3 separate regions of the Mus musculus genome follow, and regions 1 and 2 are each linked to region 3. Evidence: chromatin contacts called from public Hi-C and Micro-C data. All regions are on one chromosome and are shown on one strand. Each heading gives the region's core, a stretch centred on a gene start, on an enhancer-like site or on the middle of the called end of the contact. The rest is flanking DNA. Distances are from core to core; before and after follow the strand shown. Region 1 overlaps Gm35880 (a long non-coding RNA gene). Region 2 overlaps Gm35880 (a long non-coding RNA gene). Region 3 has its middle 95 kb from the start of Gm35803.

Region 1 (3,344 bases), core at 764-3,263, 180 kb before region 3:
ATCTGAAAGCAGGTGTTGGAAGCAGAAAAATCATTCCTTGAACTCCCCAGGAGTTGATCAAAGAGGCAGCCATAAATTGCAACAAAAGCAGAGATCCACTCTGCTCTGAAAGCCAGCCAGCAACATTGGAAATGTTTCCTTATTTATTCCATTAATTCTGTGATAGCAATCTCTACTGACAAGATTTGCAAATCTAATCATTTATTAATGAAACCTGTCTCGTGGATTGTACCCAAGATCCTCCTGAGGTCCCAGCTTCTATGTGGCCACAGCCCTTTGCTGGCTACAAGCTTGTTGTCTTGACAGAACGTGACATTGGAATTTCTGAGATTCTCAGGAGAACACCCACTCTGATAGAGCTTATGACTATATTCAAAGATGGCCGCCGGGCACAGCCTTGCTCCAAGGACCAGCCTACTGACCAATTTTCAGGATCCACACAGCAAACATTGTTTCTTCTGTGCACAGAGAACATTCTCTGTACATCCCAGTCCAACATGTGTGGTTTTAGATTTTGCTGCAGACAGGAATGAAGAATTGGACCTGCGTTTGCATTACTGTTACTCACCCTGACAAAGATAAGATTGACCCGACTCTTGACTAAGACATTGATTTTTTTTCCTAGAAATTTTACTGTGGTTTCAGATACTTCCAAAATATCACCCTGTTTCCTTGGCGACCGTCTAAGCTTTATTCCCTATGAACCGACGTGGCATGATTCATCAGTGAACAGCCAGCAGCAGCCACCCGGTTTACAGACTTCCTAAAGATTTCCTGGAAAGAAATTCTTGCCCTGAGCTCTTTCAAAGGCTCTCTGTTTTTGATGTTTCACAGAACATAGCTCAAAGTGATAACAATAATAATAATAATAATAATAATAATAATAATAATTCTGTAACATGTCCATGAGGAACAGCAGTATTGATGGAGATAATGAAATGCAGAAATGAAAACCCCTCAGCAACACTCCCTCACATGTGCCTAAGCTCTGTTCATTAATCTCTGATAATTAGACTTTTTTGCAGAGGTTAACAGCAGTGGCACATGGTAATTAAGGACTCCATCACTACCAAAGGGATTGGAATGCTTCTAGTGTGACACATGTCCGGCTTTCAGTATGTGTTATGTTTGCTTTAAGTATGAATTCCCTATGTAAGAAGTGTATTGTGTGCATGTGTGTGTGCATGTATGTGTGTGTGTGTGTGTGTGTGTGTGTGTGTGTGTGTGTAGAGAGAGAGAGGGAGGGAGGGAGGGAGGAGGGAAGAGAAATCCATGATCTTATATTAACTTCTTCAGTGAAAGTTAACAAAGTATTTTAGTTGTAAACTAAATAAAAGAACGACCTATTGCTTGGATCATCAATTTTTTTTTGGCTTGGCGATGTGACCTTAGCGAGGTTTCAGATGCCCTTTGCCTCAGTTTCTCCATCTGTAAGATGCTGTGGTTATAAACTCTTTAGAGTTTTATAATTTAATAATGATATCCATCAAAATTGCTAGAATTCACTGATGATATACATTATGCCATGTGCTGTTCTGAGCCCATATATGTCCTCAAAACATTTCAGAGCAAAAGGGGTTGAATAGGCTGCCAGTACTACTTAATTCACTTTGAGATATCCAAGTCACTCAAGAACAAACTTCCCCCAAAGGGTAGTTCATTGGACAACATTCTCCTTTTTCTTCTAGAATGAGAAATACTTACACCTCGTAGCATCTTTACTTTGGTAATAGTAACCATTTGGCTTAGGCTGAATATAGCAGTATGAGTCCATCCGTGAAAGAACCCATTAATAGAGACTCACAAGATGAAGAAGATAGCTACTTCATCTCTGAGCTGTTTTGGTTATTGGGCTAAATGAGAGGTACACGGGACCCCCAACCCCGCCAGAGAGATGGTTTATCTTGGCACCCAGCTGTGAGTGCAGTCCAGCAAGGCAGGACTGCCTGGGCTGTGGCAGCAGGAGAGTGAAGCAGCTGGCCACAGGGTAGCTGTGGACAGGAAGCAGACTGCGATGAATGCTGGCACTCAGCACGCTCTCTCCCTCACTTCCTCCTTTTTATTCAGCTCAGCACCCCAGTCCATAAAATGGTACTGACCAAGTTCAGGCTGTATCGCCCGCTCCAGTTAAACCTTCATGGAAATGCCCTCATGGACATGCTCAGAGAGGAGGCTCCTAAGTTAATCTAAGTTAATTGACAATGAAGATGAACTATCTCCTATCCCTTCCTCTCTCCCTTTTTTGCTCTGTAATGTCACAAACTGCATATCTGCATACTTAAAACTGATATTGGTTGGATATTTTTTTCAAGGCAAGGGAGGGAAGAAGGAAGTTTCTAATCCTTAACCCCCCCCCCCCCACACACACACACAAAGTCTGACTTTCAAAGGTCTCAGGTCCTAAGAGGGAGAGAGATTTTGCCTGTATTTTAAGTTTTGTTTTGTTTTGTTTTGTTTTTCCAGACTAAGTCAAAAAGTAAACTGAGCTAGCTGCCTCGCCCCAGGAATGGGGTTTATTTCTATCCAGTGTTTCAGGATCGCCCCCCTGGTGTCTTTAGTCATGCTCTAGCTGAAGCCAAGAGTGAGGGTTTCAGTGGCAAGTAAAAGCCCCTCGCTGGAGCCTGGCAGAGTTTCCATAGCAGCTGGCCCCTCCATTAGCAGTTTCCAACCCCTCTCCCCAGATGAGTGTGAATGGGCAGGCTGGCACTTGCTCCTCCGGATTCTCCTTTTACTTTTATTGGGGGAGGGGGCTTTTAAAAGATTGACACTTCCACAGAAAGAAGAGGAAGAGGCGGAGATGGGAGGGAGGGAGGAAGAGAGAGGGAAAGGAGAGAGAGAGAGAGAGAGAGAGAGAGAGAGAGAGAGAGAGAGAGACACTTGGTTTTGTCCCAGTTCCATTTCCTCCTGATTTCCTTTGTAAAAGCAACCTTCAACTTCTGTATGCTGACACCATTACCTGGAACAGCAATCTGAGCCCATATAGTCTTGCTCTCCTCAAGTGTGGTGAAGACAGAGAGACAGTTATTTGACAATAAGTGACATATTTCTGGCAGGGTTTTCTATTCAAACATCGAAAGGAGATAGAAGATTTAACAAAAAATAGCCAATACTATGCTACTGCTATGTGCTATTCCGTGTACTTGTTTTTAATAAAAAACAAAACCAACCAAACAAACAAACAAAAACCCCCAAGCCATTGGTTTGTACTGAATTCCTTACTGCACCACATCCAACAGCCCAAACCAAATGGCGTCACTCAACCAAGACAGAACTAGGTTGCTTATCTGACCTCCTAAAAAAAAATCAGAAGAGAGAAATGAGCAGTCCTCTCACTTTGTTCTCCA
Region 2 (3,415 bases), core at 149-2,648, 150 kb before region 3:
GCCAAGCCAGAGAGCAGAGTCTGGCCCTTTCATTTCCCTGGTTTTATCATGTAAGCTTACTCTAATGAGGCCACTGTCTTGAAAGCAACCTGAGCAGATCTCATCTAGAAGGAGGAAGTAAAAGCCTGGGTAATTTTCCAGATAATTTCCTTAAAAGAAAAAAAAAAAAGCGACCTCTCTCTTCCCAGTTGTTTATAACTGATATAATACAGGAAGTCTCAATGCTTTTTAATGAGTTCCCAAACGCAAGTTCTGCTATTTAATTTTTTTTAAAGCTGCACTTGCCTAAAATATCTCAGTAATTCAAGTGGAAAGGGAGGCTTTTGCCTAAATTATGAAAATGACCTCAATTTATTCCATGTAGCTATGGAGAAGTAGGTACTGCTTGGTATCTGGGCAGCAGGAATCAATCCCTCCCCTCACAGGGTCTGGGACACGTAGGTTCCTGGGTGTTGCAGTGGGGTGGAGGGGAAACCCATGCGAAAGTTCAATACTGTATTCCTTTCTGCTTTTTCATGAGGAATGTGTGTGAGCCTCTCATTGACTCGTTCTGCATCTACCCAGTCTACAGCAAGCACCAGCTCCTTTCTGCCCTTACTACAGAGGTAGAGATACCGGACTTAACACTACTGACTGCAAAAAGTGGCTCTTGCTGGAGGATCAGCCCTGGAGCCGGCTTGTCTCTGTTGTTTACATGGAGGGATGACTGAGCAGTGGTGATGATGCAAAGAAACGGCCTTGTTGCTACTTCTCTTCCAACGCAGCATCTGTCCAGCTCTTTGCTGCTAGTCCTGTATCTGCCACCTTGAGCCTGTTGGCCACCAGTCAGCACTCTTTCCTTCCTCTTCCTTTTCCAGTGCCCCCGGGATAGAGGCATTGCCTCTTAGGCTTTACTTCAGTGGAAACCTTAGACTGCACTGAGGTCTGTGGGCTGAAGAGACAAACCCTGTCCTGCAACTGGAAACAGACCTAGAGTCTCTGCCTCTTAGAGGGGGCTCCCAGACAAAAGCTTCAAATCTGGGTGAGGATCAGAGGCAACTCCTTCTGGTGGGCATTCAGATTGCTACACTGCCCTCAGTAGTCAGAGGAACCATAAACAAAGATGCCCACAAGGCCACTCAGGCACCCAACTGGAGTGCATCCCTAGCCACAAGCCGCCTCTGCAGCAGGCATGGTGGAAGGCTTTCTCTTCTACATTTAAACACTTCTCAAAAGGAAGGGCCCCTTTCTGACATAATTCACAGGGATACGTGTGATTAGACATGATTTCCCAAAACATAAGAGCAGTCAGCAGGCTCTATCCCAAGCATGGTCTCTAAGTGGTTAAGGCAGGAAGAGAAAAACACAGGGAGGAGGGAGAGGGTGGGGGATGGAAAGCCAGGGCTCTGAAGTCTTTGTTTCTCTCCCATCTGGCTGGAAGCCAGAGGCGAAGATCTCCTTTGTCCACTGATCTGACAGTCATCCTGTGTTACCACTCGACAAAATCAAAGTACGGTGCTTTCACAGGTTTATGTCCGTCGCTCCAGAGGCTCCTGGGAAATCTGCGGTCCTGCGCCCGATGGCAGTAGGGTTCTGGGCTGCGTTTCTGCTTTCAAGGTCACAATACAAATTAAGAGGGCTCCACTTTCTCCAAGAGATTCTGTCATTGTTAGCATTCTCCTGGTCCTCCATGGGGACCCAAAGCATGCGCTCTGTGGCTTTAAGGGAAGGGAGAGCTCTCTTCCCAGCCCTCCCCATCAGGTCTCTACGGTTAGACTTTAGCATGTAAACTTCCAGGTCATAAATAATTCAAAAGATATGAAGACAATTTTCTTCCTTCTCCATCTATCCTACATACAGCATCTCCTCTTCCTTCCTGGCTTCTAACTAACGCTAATGTAATCAACTGGCAGTAGGCAGCCCTGGTGCTGACTCACGCCAGGCCTGGACCTTGCGCATTCTCAGACTCTGCCATCCCGTTTGGAAATGAATGATCAAGAAACCCGGTCCTGATCTGCCTACCTCTCTTCTTTTGATGTCCCTGTTTCTTCTTCCTTCTCCCCCGCCCCGCCCTGCCCCCTCCCATGGATACCATGTCACCTAACTGAGTGGCTCTCATGGCAGCTAGCCACCTGCAACAGTTTCAGTTACAACTGTGCCAGAGATATTTGGGCACTTCCCGTGGTCCTGAGGGCAGCTCCTGAGGTAAATCCTGAGTGCACAGGGAAGAGAGAAGAAAGAATATGCTAAGAATGGGAAGAGGAATGAGACAGATCAGGCCCCTTGTTACTCAAGCTCAGAACTTGACTCTTCAGTCAGGCTTCATGTGTATTGGGAAACCTGACAGTGTTAAAGTCAGGAAGAACAGCTCTTCTTCCCAAACCAGTGAGCATCTAGGACACTTAGCCCCCTGAGACAACAGTACATGGAGGGTGGAAAGAAGGCAGGAGACACAGGTACAAGGGCAAGGGCTAAAGGGGATAGAACAAAAAGCTATATATTCTCAAAGAAAGGACCATGATGTATAAGAACACATGGCAAGTCTAGGGAGCCCCGTGGCCTGTTTCCTCTACCTTCTGCTCTTTCCATTTAGCTGTAAATATCTATCTTATGTAGAAGCATTCTCTATCCCAACCCCAGAGGGATTCCTTTAAAATTTTCACGATCATCATCCTCCAAATATTAGTTTAGCTCTAATGTATAGGGTCCTCTGTGAGGAAATAGATCGTTTACCCTTCTCATCTCCAAATGCTTGTAAAGAAAACACTTACAATATCCCTGCACTGTCCTGTCCATTATTTTTGTTTGCTTTCTTCTCCTAAACACCAGTAAAGTACACGGACGGATAACATTAAGCATGTTCTAGAAAGAGGCTGAGCTCTCAGAAAGGGCTGGTGGCTAACACACTGACCCTTACATCTACCTGTTCCCAGGAAGGGAGAGGCACACACGGTAGGTCCATCTGCATGGACATTAGGCTTGTGGTTTAGTAAAAAGATAAAACCACAAAGTATCAGAAGTTTGGGGAGGGGCTCCTTGGTCTTGAGTTCAATGAACTACTTTGTTTGCCTGTACACCTACCCCCAGCCCTACAACCTCCATGTTGGATTGTAAATTGCTCTCCTACCCTGGAAGTTTTTTTGTTCTCCACAAGACTAAGGATGGGAGTTTACAGAGACCAAACGCTCTGATCACAAACCTACATTGGCTTTTAAAGACAACCTGTTAGAGCCACCTCTGTTTTGTCATCTCCCCCACCAGGGGCTTCTTTCTGCTAAGGGTGTTTCTCGAGAACAGCCGAGGTGTACTGGTTCCTCTGAGTTCTATTTCCAGGTAGGGTATGTGTGTATTAGACTAACTGCATTGTTTTGTGACTCTCTTTGATGACAAAGAAGACATGTACATGGGTGGCAGCACATCCTCTTTGGACCACTGA
Region 3 (3,347 bases), core at 440-2,939:
TTACATTAATTTCTTATATATGCTAAAAATAAAAATAAAACAATGAAAAAAAACTAAAACAACTGTGGCTAAATGATTAAATATATGCATGTTTTCAGTTGTCCAATAAAATAGACATTTAAAATGCCCCATCATCTGAGATCCCATGCCTTCTTATCCCATGGATGCTTACACACACACACACTATCATGCTAGAATCCTCTTGTATGCCACCACTTATTCATCCTGCAAATATATGAATTTGCTGAACTTTACTAATCATCTACCTTGTGGTCAACAGTATGCTAGACCTCATGTACCCAAAACAATAGACCAAAGCTCATAGGATAGAAGGGATAGCAAAAATTCAAACAAGCTGGGCGTGGTGGTGCACGCCTTTAATCTCAGCACTCGGGAGCAGAGGCAGGCAGATTTCTGAGTTCAAGGCCAGCCTGGTCTACAAAGAGAGTTCCAGGACAGCCAGGGCTATACAGAGAAACCCTGTCTCAAAACAAACAAACAAACAAAATTCAAACAAATATGATACTGAATTCTCTGCCACATGCAGATAAATATAAGGCACTTTGGTGCTTTTAACACAATCCCAGAGGGCCTCCTAGAGGAGATGACTTTTAAGGTAGATATGATCAGAAAAGCAAAGTGTGGCAGACAATCTTAGTAAGCATGAAGATAATCTAGAAATAAAGGGTCAGTGACGACATAGGACATGGTATGATATGGGTGCCACCAGGCTGGAGCACAAGCTCCATCAAGGGAAGAATGAAAGAATGCACAAGTTTCAGTAGACTTCAGGAAGCCTGCTGATGCGTGGAAGAAACACAGATACATTACCTTTGGCTCATTCTTCAGAGAAAACTGCTAGGAAAACATCTTTGTGTTCAGTGTGTTGATGATAAAGTAACCAGGTTGTACAAACCATGACATGGACTCAGGTATTCCATCATAAACTAAAAACTGTGTCTCTCTGGTCCCTCCACCACTAGCAGCTTCAGAGTCACATACTAAAGCTTATGTCCCAATGGGATAGAATCTGGGAGGTAATTATGCCTAGATATAGTCTCGGATATAAGACTCCAGTGTGCGAATAAGACTCTGATAAAAAGAGGAAAGGCCAGGAAGATGGCTCAGTCAGTAAAGTGCTTACTTGCCTTGTAAGCATAAGGACCTTAGGTCAAATAATCCAGAACTCAGTCCAGTTATGGGGGTCAGAGAGAAGCAGGTTTCTTCGCTCTCTGGCCAGCTAACTTGGCCATGGTAAAGTTCCAGACCAATCAGAAACCTTGTCTCAAAAGGTAGAAGATGATGCAGAAGCAATACCTGAAGTTTCCCTTCAACCTGTGTACATGTACATACACACACACACACACACACACACACACACACACATATGCGCACACATTATACACAGATGGGAAGAGATACCAAAGCTTCCTCTTCTGCCATGTGATCATATATTGAGAAGGTAAGCCAGAAACCAAATGAGATAGCAGCTGATCTGAGACTTTCAGACTCCACAACTTGAGAGAATGTTTCTGTTGTTTAAGCCTAATCTCCAGGGGGTTGTTGCCATGCTGTGAGACTACTAAAGTGCTTCTCTTTCACTCCCGTTAGTCTTAATGTGGTGACTCAGGCTGGTCCTTCTGTCTGTGGCTTCAGCCTTCTTACTCTATTTGATGACCCCACATCCTTGCTTACATAAGTCATCCCAGCCATTACTAATGGCTTGGTCAGTGGCATCCTGAGTGACCTGGAAGATTATGATTAGGACATAGTAAGTCCAGGACTAACAAAGTCAGGGCTCTTCATAGTCTATTTGACTGATCTGGTGGAAGAAGGCTAGTAAGGATGTTGTCAGTAACAAAGCAGGAATAAAGCACGCAGGGAGTGGTGTTCATGGACAGACAGTGGGAAGAAGGGGAGGAAGCCCCACCCACAGAGCAGGAAGGTCAGAGATGAGAACAGAACGGATGGCACAGAATATCACCTTCACGGGTGAAGTGTTCCAGAGCCAATCTGACAAAATAATGCCCGAGAATTTCCTGTTTGAATCTGAGCTGCTCGGCTCCAGCAGGAAGCAGCACCCTATTTTCATATAGTCACATTTCTGCCACCCACGTGGCCTGTCAACCCTTGAAAGTAATACTTCCCACCCACCCACCCTGTGGAAATCTGCAGACTTCCCACAGGGCAGTTTCCAAATACCCAAAGCCCCACTCAATCAGAGTAGCACATGGCCATACATATTTAGGGATTTTAATCTTTCCACATAAATCACTCCCTCTGGCTACTTAATCATGTGTGACAACTTGCAGTGACTGCATCTCGTGCTCTGACTTCCCTGAAAGGTCTTGCAAGCTAAGCAGGGTTAAGCTGAGTCAGTAACTTGAATGAAAGGCACAAGATCCACACCGGAAATGCACGGAACGAGTCAACAAGCAGCACATCTTTCAGAACTGTGACCTCTCGCCACCAGGAAGTGGAGCTCTGGGTGACTCTAGAAACTATGTGACAACAGCTCACGGTGTCCTCCTCGCCTGTGGAAACTGGCCTCTCAGCATTAGCCCACTCTGTGGGTCTGTGCTCCTGTACTGGCTAGTTTTGTGTCAACTTGACACAGCTGGAGTTATCACAGAGAAAGGAGCTTCAGTTGAGGAAATGTCTCCATGAGATCCAGCTGTGGGGTATTTTCTCAATTAGTGATAAAGGGGGAAAGGCCCCTTGTGGGTGGTGCCATCTCTGGGCTGGTAGTCTTGGTTCTATAAGAGAGCAGGCTGAGTAAGCCAGGGGAAGCAAGCCAGTAAAGAACATCCCTCCATGGCCTCTGCATCAGCTCCTGCTCCCTGCCCTGCTTGAGTTCCAGTCCTGACTTCCCTGGTGATGAACAGCAGCATGGAAGTGTAAGCTGAATAAACCCTTTCCACCCTAACTTGCTTCTTGGTCATGATGTTTGTGCAGGAATAGAAACCCTGACTAAGCTCCCAACTCTTTTTGGAGGCAATTTGCCTTAATCGGAGGTATCGTAAAGCCAATCAAGCAAGGATGGCCCAAGGACTTTGAATCCAACCAAGAATTCTCAGACTTTAAGATTCCCAGGCCATAGCTGCTGGGAATATAGCAATGTCTCAGTTCTTTATTTTAACACTACCATAACCTCAAACTTTGAAGATCTCGATTGGTTAGACTCTGTTAATGATGCCAAGGTCCATGTAATTGTGTGTGTTGTGTGTGTGTGTGTATGAGAGAGAGGGGGAGAGTCGGCATACGTTATGAATAGGTGAGCATGTGGTCGTGGGTGCATATATGTAACTGTGCACATTAATGTTTATACATATGAGTATGGGAGCTAA

Evidence for each region. Hi-C and Micro-C count contacts between places; a contact is called where the count stands out from the background.
Region 1: a contact with region 3 is called in a Micro-C map of macrophages, with 4 times the contacts expected there. The contact joins two enhancer-like sites. A contact is called at or near these places in 5 of 484 Hi-C or Micro-C datasets (the N1E-115 cell line, bone marrow-derived macrophages, embryonic stem cells and 1 more), 2 of 115 datasets of contacts at active chromatin or transcription factors (bone marrow-derived macrophages and microglia) and 1 of 9 other capture datasets (bone marrow-derived macrophages).
Region 2: a contact with region 3 is called in a Hi-C map of the N1E-115 cell line, with 2.0 times the contacts expected there. The contact joins two enhancer-like sites. A contact is called at or near these places in 2 of 484 Hi-C or Micro-C datasets (the N1E-115 cell line and liver) and 1 of 115 datasets of contacts at active chromatin or transcription factors (fibro-adipogenic progenitors).

Annotation. Positions count from the first base shown.
Region 1 is chr1:64,187,663-64,191,006 of GRCm38.p6, forward strand. The region is part of intron 1 of Gm35880 (a long non-coding RNA gene); the gene reads left to right. Among named protein-coding and RNA genes, the nearest start is that of Gm39654, 67 kb to the right of the region's middle. Within about 2 kb of position 2,014, at least 105 of the 459 cell types and tissues checked have an H3K27ac peak or open chromatin away from gene starts, as enhancers often do. A contact at or near this core is called in bone marrow-derived macrophages, macrophages and microglia, where this site is marked.
Region 2 is chr1:64,222,548-64,225,962 of GRCm38.p6, forward strand. All of the region lies in intron 1 of Gm35880 (a long non-coding RNA gene), which reads left to right. Among named protein-coding and RNA genes, the nearest start is that of Gm39654, 32 kb to the right of the region's middle. Within about 2 kb of position 1,399, at least 60 of the 459 cell types and tissues checked have an H3K27ac peak or open chromatin away from gene starts, as enhancers often do. A contact at or near this core is called in the N1E-115 cell line, where this site is marked.
Region 3 is chr1:64,372,487-64,375,833 of GRCm38.p6, forward strand. No RefSeq gene overlaps it. Among named protein-coding and RNA genes, the nearest start is that of Gm35803, 95 kb to the left of the region's middle. Within about 2 kb of position 1,690, at least 34 of the 459 cell types and tissues checked have an H3K27ac peak or open chromatin away from gene starts, as enhancers often do. A contact at or near this core is called in the N1E-115 cell line, bone marrow-derived macrophages, macrophages and 1 more, where this site is marked.